Linked DNA regions of Macaca mulatta: region 1 is linked to region 2. A link is a contact called in public Hi-C data. All regions are on one chromosome and are shown on one strand. Each heading gives the region's core, a stretch centred on a gene start, on an enhancer-like site or on the middle of the called end of the contact. The rest is flanking DNA. Distances are from core to core; before and after follow the strand shown.

The links. A called contact is a pair of places that touch in the nucleus more often than the background predicts.
Region 1: a contact with region 2 is called in a Hi-C map of liver, with 2.8 times the contacts expected there. The contact joins the promoter of ZNF658 here to the promoter of LOC114672855 in region 2. A contact is called at or near these places in 2 of 14 Hi-C or Micro-C datasets (fetal cortex germinal zone and liver).

What each region holds. Positions count from the first base shown.
Region 1 is chr15:125,661,681-125,668,290 of T2T-MMU8v2.0, forward strand. ZNF658 (zinc finger protein 658) reads left to right here and starts at 3,891. Exons shown (of 6, transcript XM_077966485.1): 1 at 3,891-3,990; 2 at 6,356-6,481.
Region 2 is chr15:125,326,340-125,332,356 of T2T-MMU8v2.0, forward strand. It overlaps LOC114672855 (putative UPF0633 protein), which reads left to right and starts at 3,888. Exons shown (of 2, transcript XM_028835367.2): 1 at 3,888-4,158; 2 at 4,274-5,048. The coding sequence starts at 4,034. The coding sequence ends at 4,571.

The sequences.
Region 1 (6,610 bases), core at 2,641-5,140, 340 kb after region 2:
AAGACGGGAGACAGAAACAAGGACACTAGAGGAAATTTTTGCTTTTGACATTACAGCTATAGCAAACAGGAAATACAGTTTAACTCTTAGCCAGATAAACATTAAACTTTACATTAAAGACCTATCTACTGCAGTTCCTTTTATCTGATACATCGTATTCGGCTTCCAATTAAATTTGCAGTGCATTAAAAGGCAAAATAACACAATCTGAAGAAACAAAGAAGCATCAGAACTGAACTCAGAATTGGCAGAGATTTTGGAATTACTAGACTTGAAATTTAAAATGACTGATTAATATGCTAAGGGCTATAATGGAAAGAGCAAACACCATGCAAGAACTGATGGATAATGTAAACAGGGAGATGAAAACTCTAAGAAAGAATCAAAAGTAAATGTTACAATTCAAAAACGATGAAACAAAACCAAAGACTGCTTTCATGTGCTCATCAATAGATTGCATATAACTGAGAAACACTCCGTGAGCTCAAAGATATGTCAGTATATACTTCCAAACATTAAATGCAAAGAGACAAAAGATTTTTTAAAAATGGAACAGAATATCCGAGAACGTGAGATAATTATAAACGTAACATACGTATAATAGGAATACCAAAAAGAGAGGAAAAATGAACATAAGAAATAGTTGAAGTAATAATGGCTGAAATTTTTCAAAATAAATAATGGGCACCAAACTATAGACCAGGAAACTAAGATAACACTTATCAGGATACATACCAGATAACATATACCTAAACACATCATATTCAAACTGTAGAAAATCAAAAACAAAGAGAAAATCTTGAAAGGAGGTGGGTGGGGGGAGGGAATGTTACATGTTGAGAAACAGGGTAACAACCACATCAGACTTCTCTTCAGAAACCACGTGAGTGACAGTGGAGTGAAATATTCAGTGTTGACAGAAAAAAATTCACCAACTTAGAATTTCATATCCAATGAACAACTCTGTGTCCACAAATTCTATAACATAGATGAAATGGACCAATTCCTTAGAAGACACAATATACCAAAACTCACACAAATAAGAAATAGACTACTTGAGTAGGCCTATATCTATTAAGGAAATGGAATTAATTTAATTAATAACCTTTTTATAAAAAGCTCCAAGCCAATATAGTTTCACTGGTGAATTCTGCCAAACATTACAACAGAAATTATCTACAATCTTCTCAGTAAAATAGAGGGGATACTTTCTAACTAATTCTATAACCCAGCAGTGGCCTAAGATTAAAACCAGACAAAGACATTAAAAGATAAGAAAACTATAGACCAATGTTTCTTATGAATATGGAAGCAAAATCCCTCAACAAAATATTAGCAAATAGAATTCAACAATATTTAAAAGGAATTATAGATCATAATTTGGATTAATTCCACATATGTATGCACAGCTGTTTCAACACTGAAAATCACACCTGTAATCCCAGCATTTTGGGAGGCCGAGGCAGGCAGATCATGAGATCAGGAGTTTGAGACCAGCCTGACCAACACTGAGAAACTGCCTCTCTACTTAAAATACAAAAATTATCTGGGCGTGGTGGTGCATACCTGTAATCCCAGCTACTCAGGAGGCTGAGGCAGGAGAATCGCTTGAACCCGGAAGGCAGAGATTGCAGTGAGCCAAGACCATGCCATTGCACTCTAGCCTGGGCAACAGAGTGAGACTCCATCTCAAAAAAAAAAAAAAAGAAAAAGAAAATAAATTAATCCAATCCATCTTGTCAACCGGTTAAAGAAAAATAATCATATCAATGAATGCAGAAAATGCATTTGACAAAATCCACTCCCCATTTATGATAAAAACTCTCAGCAAACAAGGAATGGAGGGAAGCTCCTCAACTTGATAAAGAACATTTACAGAAAACCCATAGCTGACATCATAGTTAAATGCTCAGACAGAAAACGCCCCAAGATAGTAATCAAGGGAAGGATTTCCTCTCTCACCACACCTATTCAACGTCATACTGAAAGTCCTAGCTAATGGAACAAAACACGAAAATGAAGGAGAAAGCCTACAAATAGGGAAGGAAGAAATAAAACTATCTTTGTTTGCAGATGATATGATCATCCCTGTAGGAAACCCCAGAGTTGACAGAAAAACATCTGGAACTAAGTGATTATTAGCAAGATTGCAGCATACAAGCTTATTATACAAAAATCAATTACATTCCTATAAGCCAACAATGAAAATTGGAATTTGAAATTTAAAACACACAATTTATATTATCATTAAGACAATGAAATACTTAGGTATAAATCTAACAATATACATGCAAGATCTATATGAGGAAAAGTACAAAACTCAGATGAAAGAAATAAATAACTAAATAAATGGAGAGATATTCCATGTTAATGGATAGGAAAATTCAATATTGTTAAGATGTTAGTTCCTACAAACTTGATCAATAGATTCAACGCAATCTCAATCAAGTTATTTTGTTGACATCAACAAACTGATTCTAAAGTTTATACGGAAATGCAAAAGACCCAGATAGTCAACTCAATATTGAAGAAAAGCAAAGTCAGAAGACTAATGCCTCCTGGCTTCAAAAATCAGTATAAAGCTACAGTGATCAAGGCAGTGTCATATTGGTGAAATAACTGACAAGTATTAATAGATCAATGGAACAAAATAGAGAACCCAGAAAAAGACCCACACAAGTATCAGCAACTGATCTTTGACAAAAGAACAAAGGCAAGACAGTGGAGAAAAGATAGCCTTTTCTACAAATGTTGCTGGCACAATGCAAAATAAAAAAAGCTATGCTCCAACGTTGCTTCCACATTTTCAGATATCTTCATAGTAGTACCCCACTCCTGGTTCCAATTTTCTGTATTAGTCTATTCTCACACTGCTATAAAGAGCTACCTGAGATAGGGTTATTTATGACGAAAAGAGGTTTAATTGTCTCACAGTTCTGCGGGCTTACCAGGAAGCATGACTGGGAGGCCTCAGGAAACTTACAATCATGCCAGAAAGTGAAGGGGAAGCAATCACAGCTTTACCATGGCAGAGCAAGAGAGCGAAGGGAGAAGTGCCATACACTTCTAAACCATCAGATCTTGTGAGAATCCACTATCACGAGAACAGCAAGGGGGAAATCTGCTCTATGATCCAATCGCCTCCCATCAGGCCCCTCCTTTAATTTGACATGAGATTTGGGCAGGGACACAAATCCAAACCATATCAGGCAGTGAAACTACTTTTTATGATACCATGATGGTGGATATTACATCATTGCATTGGTGGAAATCCCACTAAAAGACATTATGCATTTGGCAAAACTCAGAACTCAGAACTGTGGAGCAAAAAAACAGACAAAAACAGACTCTCAGAATAGTAGAAAATAGTAAAATGAGCAGCATATGCACGTATTATACAGATTTAACAATTCTTCACTTATTTCTATATCTACTTTCTCTCATTGTTTTGAGAAATTATTTTTAAAGTATTTCAATTAAACTACAAGCATACAATTGCAAACGTTTCCGTACATATCTTTTAAACATAAGAACAATGTCCTACATTGTCTAGCCATTATTCTCAAAGTAATGGTAATTTTCTTTAATATTTCTAATGTCCTGTCGATAGTCATGTTTCCCCAATTGTTAATGTCTGTTTCAGGTGCTTTTTCTCCAACCAGGATCGTACCAAGAACCACGCTTCGCAGTTTGTGGTCATGCTGACAACCTCCGGGAATTTGGGAAAACTCTGGGCTCCAAAGGTCCCTCCCAGCCGGTCAAAGAAGCAGAAAAAATTATAGTACTTCCTTCGAACGCAGGGGCTTATGGGAAGTGTAGTTTTCAACGTTACGCGCCTGCCGCGTAGCCCTTCGGGAAATGGGGCTTCGGCGCTCGCTCTGCGCATGTGTAAACCCAGCCCCACCTCCCGCCGTCCGACCTCCGGGGCCTGAAAGGGACAAGGTGTACGAGTCTGTAGGTCTGCGCGGGAGCCAAGGCTGCGCACCTGGGGTGAGAGCGTCGGTGACAGGGCTCCGCGCGGCCCAGGAGCCTGGGGACGGGCGGGCTTGTGTGCGGGGGGCTGCAGCAGGCAGTCTCAGGAGTCCCCAGGATGGCCCTCCCCTCTCCTCCGCGGCCCCGTGCACGGGCCCGGGCTGAGTCCTGTCCGCAGGTGTAGGGCTGCCGGGCCCCGCGGGGTTGCGGGCGCGGGAAGGGCAATGTGCGTGGATAAGGTTGACGGCTAACAGGAGGAGGTTACTAGTAACTCGTGTTCTTAGTCTGAGAATTAAATAAGTTGTCACCTGTAAAGCATTTTGTCAAGTGTCCGTAATAGTCACTGTGTGAAATGTAAGCTGCTCTCACAATTATGAGACACTTACTCTCATCGTTTGGTATTTCACCTAACCCTCCCAGCGACCCTCCTTGGTATAAACGTGCCGTTTTTAAAAAATGGACGAAAGTTCATGGGGATGGGTACCCCAGAGCACACGCTAGGAGGTGAGAGAGGTGAGATGCAAATGCCGAGAGATGTGACTCCCTATCCTGCTCTTTCTAATATGCTGTCTGCCTGAAACCCAGACTTTCCAGTATCTACCTAAAGCCTTCAGAGCGCTTATGCAGAGCGGCCTGTCACCAGATCTGTGTAGATGATTGTGAAGTGAATGTGGACAGAATCTCACCAAGTGGTAAATACATCCTGCGATTTGTCGGGTCTCTACAGAACCTCTGATTCAGGCTGAGGCTCCTGAATCCTCTTGTACTGTTCCTGCTGTCTCCTCAAAGGCACAGATTGATACTCTAGTGCTGTACTGTCCAGTAGAAAGATAAGGCAAACCACAAATACAATTCATAATTTTTGATTAGGCGCAGTGGCTCATGCCTGTAATCCCAGCACTTTGGGAGGCCTAGGCCGGTGGATCAGTTGACGCCAGGAGTTCGAGACCAGCCTGGCCATCATGGCAAAAACCCATCTCTACAAAAAGACAAAAATTCGCTGGACGTGGTGGTGCACTCCTGTAATCCCAGCTACTTGGGAGGCTGAGGCACGAGAACCGCTTGAACCCGAGGCAGAGGCTGCAGTGAGCCGAGATTGAGCCACTGCACTCCAGCCTGGGTGACAGAGCGAGACTGTCTCAAAAGAGGGGAAAAAAAAGCTTAGAATTTTTCAGTAGCTACAGTGAAGAGAAGAGGCAGGCAAAGTCAGTTTTACGGCTTTATTTTACTTAACTCATTGCATCCTAAATATTCGACTTGTGGCACTGGCCAAACTTCAGGTGTTCAGTGGTTCTGTGTGGCTGATGGCTGCAGTGCTGGATAGCACATTTCGAGTAAATCTCAAGAGTCAGGTCTAAGGTATTAGGTGAAGGTTTCAATTGAGTTTGTTTCTCAGGCCCAAGTCCCAGCTCCTCTGGAGCAAAGCAGCTCGTGTGAGGCAGTAAAGAGGGAGTCCTAGGGACTACTGCCATAGAAGAACAGCCTATATGACGGAGACCTCTTTTAGAACGTCAAAGAAGAGGCAGAAGATTCTAGAAAGGAGCAAGTCCTGATTGCTTCCCCAGAGGCAGTTCTTGATTCCCTATATAATGTATGCATCAGATTTAGTGATATTGCCACATCCAGAAGCCATCACAGACCGTGTGACTTTGCTGTGGACTAACTTGCAGAAGGCAATTCCCTGGGGCTGAGAGGGATGAGTGACTGTCAAGCTGGGTGGAAAAAGACACTTTACTGGAGGGCTGATTAGGTCATGCTATCCAGGGAAGACGTAATCAGCTGTCCAGATGCCAAACAGCAGCCTATTTTCCTTTCTGCCTTCACTTCTTCCGCATTCTGAGTCCCTCTCACACTGTGTTCATCATCACCTGTGGCATTTAGAGTAATACTGATGTTCCCTCTTTCCTGGTAGTAGAGGAAGAATTTCCTATATTGGAAACCCAAAAATAGGCCGGGCGCGGTGGCTCAAGCCTGTAATCCCAGCACTTTGGGAGGCCGAGACGGGCGGATCACAAGGTCAGGAGATCGAGACCATCCTGGCTAACACGGCGAAACCCCGTCTCTACTAAAAACACAAAAAATTAGCCGGGCGAGGTGGCGGCGCCTGTGGTCCCAGCTACGCGGGAGGCTGAGGCAGGAGAATGGCGTGAACCCGGGAGGCGGAGCTTGCAGTGAGCTGAGATCTGGCCACTGCACTCCAGCCTGGGCGACAGAGCGAGACTCCGTCTCAAAAAAAAAAAAAAAAATCCCATCTTGATTTTTTCTGTGGAAGCGCTAATTCTGGGTGTAAAGACAGTAAGAACTTGATTAATAAGTCAGTCTGATTAGTTCTTTTTTTAAAAAATTAATTTTAAATTTATTTTTTATTTTTTTCTATTTTTAGTAGAGACAGGATTTCGCCACGTTGACCAGGCTGGTCTGGAACTCTTGGCCTCCAGCAGTTCACCTCCCAAATTGCTGGGATTACCACGCCCAGCTGAGTAGTTCTTTGACATTAGCTTTAATGAAGGTAAACAGCTTCATCTCTGTATACCTGAACTTGCTTAATCCTTTGTTTTATTTTTACTTTTTTCTTAGTCAAAAGGGAACATAATTGTTAATAAATCAACATAATTATTAGTAAATCAACAAAAAACAG
Region 2 (6,017 bases), core at 2,638-5,137:
GAGCCACTGTGCCAGGCCTGAGATTGTTTTCTTAATTTCTTTCTGGGATAATTCACTGTTAGTATATAGCAATGCAACAGGTTTTTTAATGTGTTCTGCAAATTTGCTGAATTTTGTTTCTTAATTTTAACAGTTTTTAATTGGAGCCTTTAGAATTTTCTCTATATAAGATCATGTCATCCTCAAACAGAGACATTTTCACTTCTTTTCCAAGTTGGATGCCTTTTATTTCTTTTTCTTACCTAATTGCTCTGGCTAGGATTTACAGACTTTTTCAGAAGCCCCCCAGAATAATCTAAGGGAGTCCACTGTCACTAGATCTGCTTTATAAGAAATCCTAAAGGGAGTTCTTCAAACTGAAATGCAATAAGACTAATTAGTATCATGAAACCATATGTGGTTATAAAATTCACTGGTCAAAGTAACTATACAGTCAAATTCAAAATACTCCTAATACTGCAATGATGCAGTATAATCACTTTAACTTTTAAAAGGTTAATATTACAAATAAATATAACTACAAAATATACAAAGAAATAAACTCTGACATAAAAAAAATACAAAGTGGAGGAGAGTAAAGTGTAGGGTTTTTGTGTATTATTGAAGTTAAGTTGTTATCAACTTAAAATAGACCATTGTAACTACAATCATGCATTTCTTAATTTGGATATGTTCTGAATAATGCCTCATTATGCAATTTTGTCATGGTGTGAATATCATAGAGTGTACTTACACAAAATTAGATAATACCACCTACTACACACCCAGGCTATATGGTATAACCTATTGCTTCCAGGCTACAAATCTGTACAGCATTGTACTATACTGAATGCTGTAGGCAACTGTAATACAATGATAAGCATTTGTGTATTTAAATGTATCTAAACAGATAAAACAAAAATGTTATAACCTTATGGGACCACCATTGTATATGTGGCCCATCATTGACCAAAACATCCTTATATGGCACATGATAGCATATGATGTTTTATGTAAGCCTCATGATAATCACAAAGACGAAACATGTAATAGATACACAAATGAGAATTTAACCACATGTTTAAAAAAGAATTACTACAAAGACACAGCAAAAAATCAAAGTATACCACTACAGAAAATAATCAAAATAATCAAATCATGCACAGCCAGAGAGAAATAAAAGAACAAAGAAACTACAAAACACCTATCAATAGTTACTTCAAATATCAGTGGACCAAATTAGTGAAACAGAAGACCCAGAGTGGCTGAATGGAGAGTAAAACAAGAACCAAATATATGCCACCTATAAGAGACTCTCTTCACCTTCAGAGACACACATAGACTGAAAGGAAAGAGAGGGAACAACAAAAAAGAAAGAGTAGTTATTCTTACAACAAACAAAATAGACTTTAAGTCAAAAACTGTAACAAGAGACAAAGTCATTATAGAATGATACAAGGGTCAATTCATCAAGAGGATATAACTACTGCAAATACATATTCTCCCAACATTGGAGTACCTAATTATATAAAGCAAATATTAACAAATCTGAAGAGAGAAGTAGACAACAATAATACATAACAGTAGGGGACTTCCATATCCCACTGCCAACAATGGATTGATCATTCAGACAGATAATCAATAAGGAAACAGCTGACTTGAACTACACTATAGATCAAATGGACCGGATATACAGGACATTCCTTTCCAAAACAGCAAAACACACATTCTTCTCGAGCATACACAGTACATTCTCCAACATATGTCATATATTAGGCCAGAAAACAAGTCTTAGCAAGTTTAAGAAGATTGAAATCTTACCAAGTATTCTTTTTGACCACAGTGGCATGAAACTGAAAATTAAAAACAGGAGAAAACTTAGAAAAGTGACAAATATGTGGAAATCAACCAACACACTCCTGAACAACCAACAGATCAAAGAAAACATCAAAAAAGAAATAAAATATCTTGAGACAAACTAAAATGAAAGCACAACATTCTAGAACTTATGAGATGAAGCAAAAGCCGCTCTAAGAGGGAAGTTTATACAGATAAGTACTAAATGAAGAAAAAAGATCTCAAAGAAACAATAAACGTCAAAGAAAAAAAATCAAGCCCAAAATTAGAAGAAGGAACTAACAAAGACCATAGCAGAAATAAATGAAATAGAGCAGAAAAACAACAGAAAAGATCAATGAAATGAAAAGTTGATTTTTTGAAAAGATAATAAAAATTGACCAACCTTTCACTAAGCTAAGAAAAAAGAGAGAAATCTCAAATAAATAAAATTAGAACAAAAAAGGAAATATTAAAATTGGTACCATAGAAATACAAAGGACATTAATAGTCTACTCTAAACAACTATGTGTCAACTGTTTAACTTAGAATATAATTTCTAGAAACATACATCCACTAAGACTGAAACATGAAGAAACAGAAAATCAAAACAGATAAATAATGAGTAAAAATATGAGTCAGTAGTCAAAAAACTCCTGAAAAAGGAAAATCCAAGACCAGATAGCTTACTGGAGAATTCTAGCAAATGTTTAAAGAAGAATTAATCCCATTTATTAACAAACTCTTCCAAAAGTTGAAGAGGAGGGAACATTTCCAAACATTTTTTATGAGGCCAGCATTACCCTGATAACAAAGACAGAAAAGGACACTACAAGGATGACAGATGTTTTTAAGGTGCAAATGATGTATTCTTGGATTTGAAAATACAGGATTTGTTTGTACAAAGATTTGTGTGTGGATAGGTGGATGTGTACTGGTGTGTGCATGCATACATATATAAGCTTATCTTGTTTTATTGCACTTCACTTTACTATGCTTCTCAGATATTGCATTTTTTACAAATTGAAGGTTTGTGACAACCCTGCATCAAGTAAGTCTACCAGTGCCACTTTTCTGGTAGCATGTGCTTATTTTGTATCTCTGTGTTACATTTTTGTAATTCTTGCAATATTTGAAATGCTTTGTTATTATTATATCTGTTATGGTGATCTGTGATCAGTGATCATTGATATTACTATTGTCATTGTTTTGGGGCATCACAAACCATGCTCCCCAAAAGATAATGAGCTTAATTGATACATATGTGTGTTCAAATGGTTCTATCAATCTGCCCTTCCTCCATCTCCCCCTCTCCTCAGGTCTCCCTGTTTTCTGAGACACAGCAATATTGAAATTATGCCAATTAATAACTCTACAAAGGCCTCTATGTGTTCAAGTGAAAGTAAGAGCCACATATCTCTTATTAAAAATCAAAAGTGAGAAATGATTAAGCTGAGTGAGGAAGGCACGTTAAAAGCCGAAACAGGCCAAAAGGCCCAGGCTAGTCTCGAACTCCTGGCTTTAAGCAATCCACCTGCTGCAGCCTCCCAGGTGGCTGAGATTAAAGGCATGAGCCACCATGTCCAGCTTCTATGCATTATTTTAAACGGAGTATTGAAGACTCTATTACTGTAGAACTATTTTTAATTTCAATTCTGTCAATATTTGGGTCACAGTTAGGCCTTAATGTTATTACACGCCGGTCTGATGCTCATGGCCAGGCCATTTTGTTTTCCTGTTGGATATAAACAATCTCACAGAATAATGTCAACTTCAGAAGGTTAATCGGAGACCGTGGTAAGTGCAAACAAAAACAAGGGCACTTTATAATGTTGTCTAAATGCAGATAAAAAACAAAGTCTTGATGCCACTTCTGACAGCATCCAATCTAAAATCTTCACTTTCTGAGACCCTATCGAAAATCAACCAATTAAACCCCGACTCGTTTAATAGTTTCTCTCTAACTCCTTCCACTGAGATGACCCATAGTACCCCATTCCTTGCTGCAATGTAATTATATTTTCCACAAGTGTGCTCCTGGTGGTCTTTAACTGAAGGGCACTCACTGGGTCACTGGTGAATTTCCCCGCAGGAACTGAGTCAGACCCCATCTCAGGGCCCTGAACACGATAGGGGCCTGCTCTAAGGCGTGGACCCTCCCGACAGGCCCGGCCTGTCTTGACTTGCGAGGGTTACTGTTCTTGTCCCAAGCGTACAGATGAGGAAGGGGAGACTCAGGGCGAGCGACCCGGGTCCCAGTGGAGCCCCCGGCACACGCCGACACTGGGGCACCAGCCGCGATGGCCACCACTGTGCGCGGAGACGGCTGCGACGCGTCCGCGGGTAAAGTCCCTCGGCGCCTTGCCTCCCACCGGCGCCTTCCCCAGCCCCAGGTTTTTGTCCCCGCCAGCGGCTCCGACTCCATGGCGTCCTCTTCCAGTCTAATGCTTTTTTCCAGATCTCGATCCCAAACTCCCTCCTGCCGGAATCTGGACCCGAATCCACCCGTTGCCCATTTTCCGCTGCCGCTGGAGAGAATCTCTGAGGTGCCCAGGACAGCCTGCCTGCACGGAAGAGATGCCTCCTCAGTATGGCCGCCCCCAGAGAGGAGCGATGAAGTGCAGGCCTCCATGTTGCTCTTGAGCCCGAGCGGCTTTAGGGAGCCATGTTTATTACTGGCGGGCGCCGGCCTCACTGAGCATGTGCAGCCCTGGCCGGGCGGCCTCAAAGTTCTGACGTCACAGGGCGGTTCCTGAAGTGGACATAGTTGTAAGAGCTAGTTATTGTAGACAATACCTCTGGGATCAGGAACTCTAATCTGGAAATAGATAGTAGGAGAGGTCGGTAATGCTGTCTCTGGGTCAGAGACCTGAGCTATGTGGGGTTAGAGAGGGGCCCTGGGCAGGCGAGTCTCTGGGGAGTGTGGTGAGAATCCTTGTGTCAGATGCTGGGAGGAGGTGGGGTCAGGGCTGGGGTCCGTGGGCCGACGGGTTGGGGGAAGGTCAGCGTCAGGGATCAGTAGTAGAGATTCTGTGTGCCCTGATCTCCAGTGGAGTTTTTAAATACAGAGTGTTCATGAGTTTAGCAATGTTATTCGCCTCTCATTATTTAAATAATTTGAAGTTTTCCCCAATAACTAGTGTCTTAGAAGTTGTGAAAATTTCAGAAAATGACAGGTCTTCCGAGTTCGTGATGGGAGTTGGGTAGCACTCGCTTACGAGCACCTGGAGAGTTCCAGGTGGTGAAGGTTTAGCCCAGTAAAGCAGAGAGGTTAGGAGGTTAAATTGGGGGCTCTGGAGCCAAACCTGTGAGGATCTGAGTCCTGGCTCTGGCACTTAAAAGCTGTGTGACCTTGGTCAAGATACTTGGCCCCTCTGTGCTTCAGTTTCCTCATCTGCTAAATGGAGAAATAAGGGCATCTACCCCATAGGGTAGTTGTGTGATTACACAAGTTAATACACTTCAGTCATTAGCAAGAAAGTGAGTGTCAAGCTGTATTTGTTCAGGCAGCCATATGGTAGCCCCACTTCATTAATAAACTGAGGTATTGAAGTATCTTCTTTTTCTTTCAGAAAATATTTGTCAAGCACCTTCTGTGTTCTAAGAACTGTTCTAGGGCTTTGGATGCTATGGAGGTCTAGAAATTCACATTATGGTGGCAGGTGACAGACAATACAAAGAGATAAAGTAATTCCATATAGTGATAAGCCAGGGAGGAGTGCTAAAAGGAGCCAAGGTGTAGAGGTGACTGGAAGGTGACCAGGGAAACCGCTGTAGGGTTTCTAAGTGATGAGATCTGTGACAAATCCCTGTGGTCACCAGGAGGCATTGGTTGTGTAACTTTATTCTGTCCCATTGATCTTGTAGTCAACCCTGGTCTGTTCTGTATTGTTTTAATTACATAATATTTGTAATAATGTTTAATACCTGGTGGAGTGCTCTGTTTACTTATTTTTGCGTAATTAACCACCCCTAAGCTTAACTTCATGCTTCTGCAGGGTGGTTGATCTCCATGGTTCTAGGTGGTTCTGCATGGGGCCTCTCACATGTATTACAGTCAAATGTTAGCTGGGGCCACAGTCATCTGAACTCACTTACATGACTGGCAATTCATGTAGACTGTTGCCTGGAGAAGACATATGTGGCCTGGTGGAATGGAATGGCAACTAGGTTCAAGGAAGGGCTTCCCAGGAGCAAGGCTT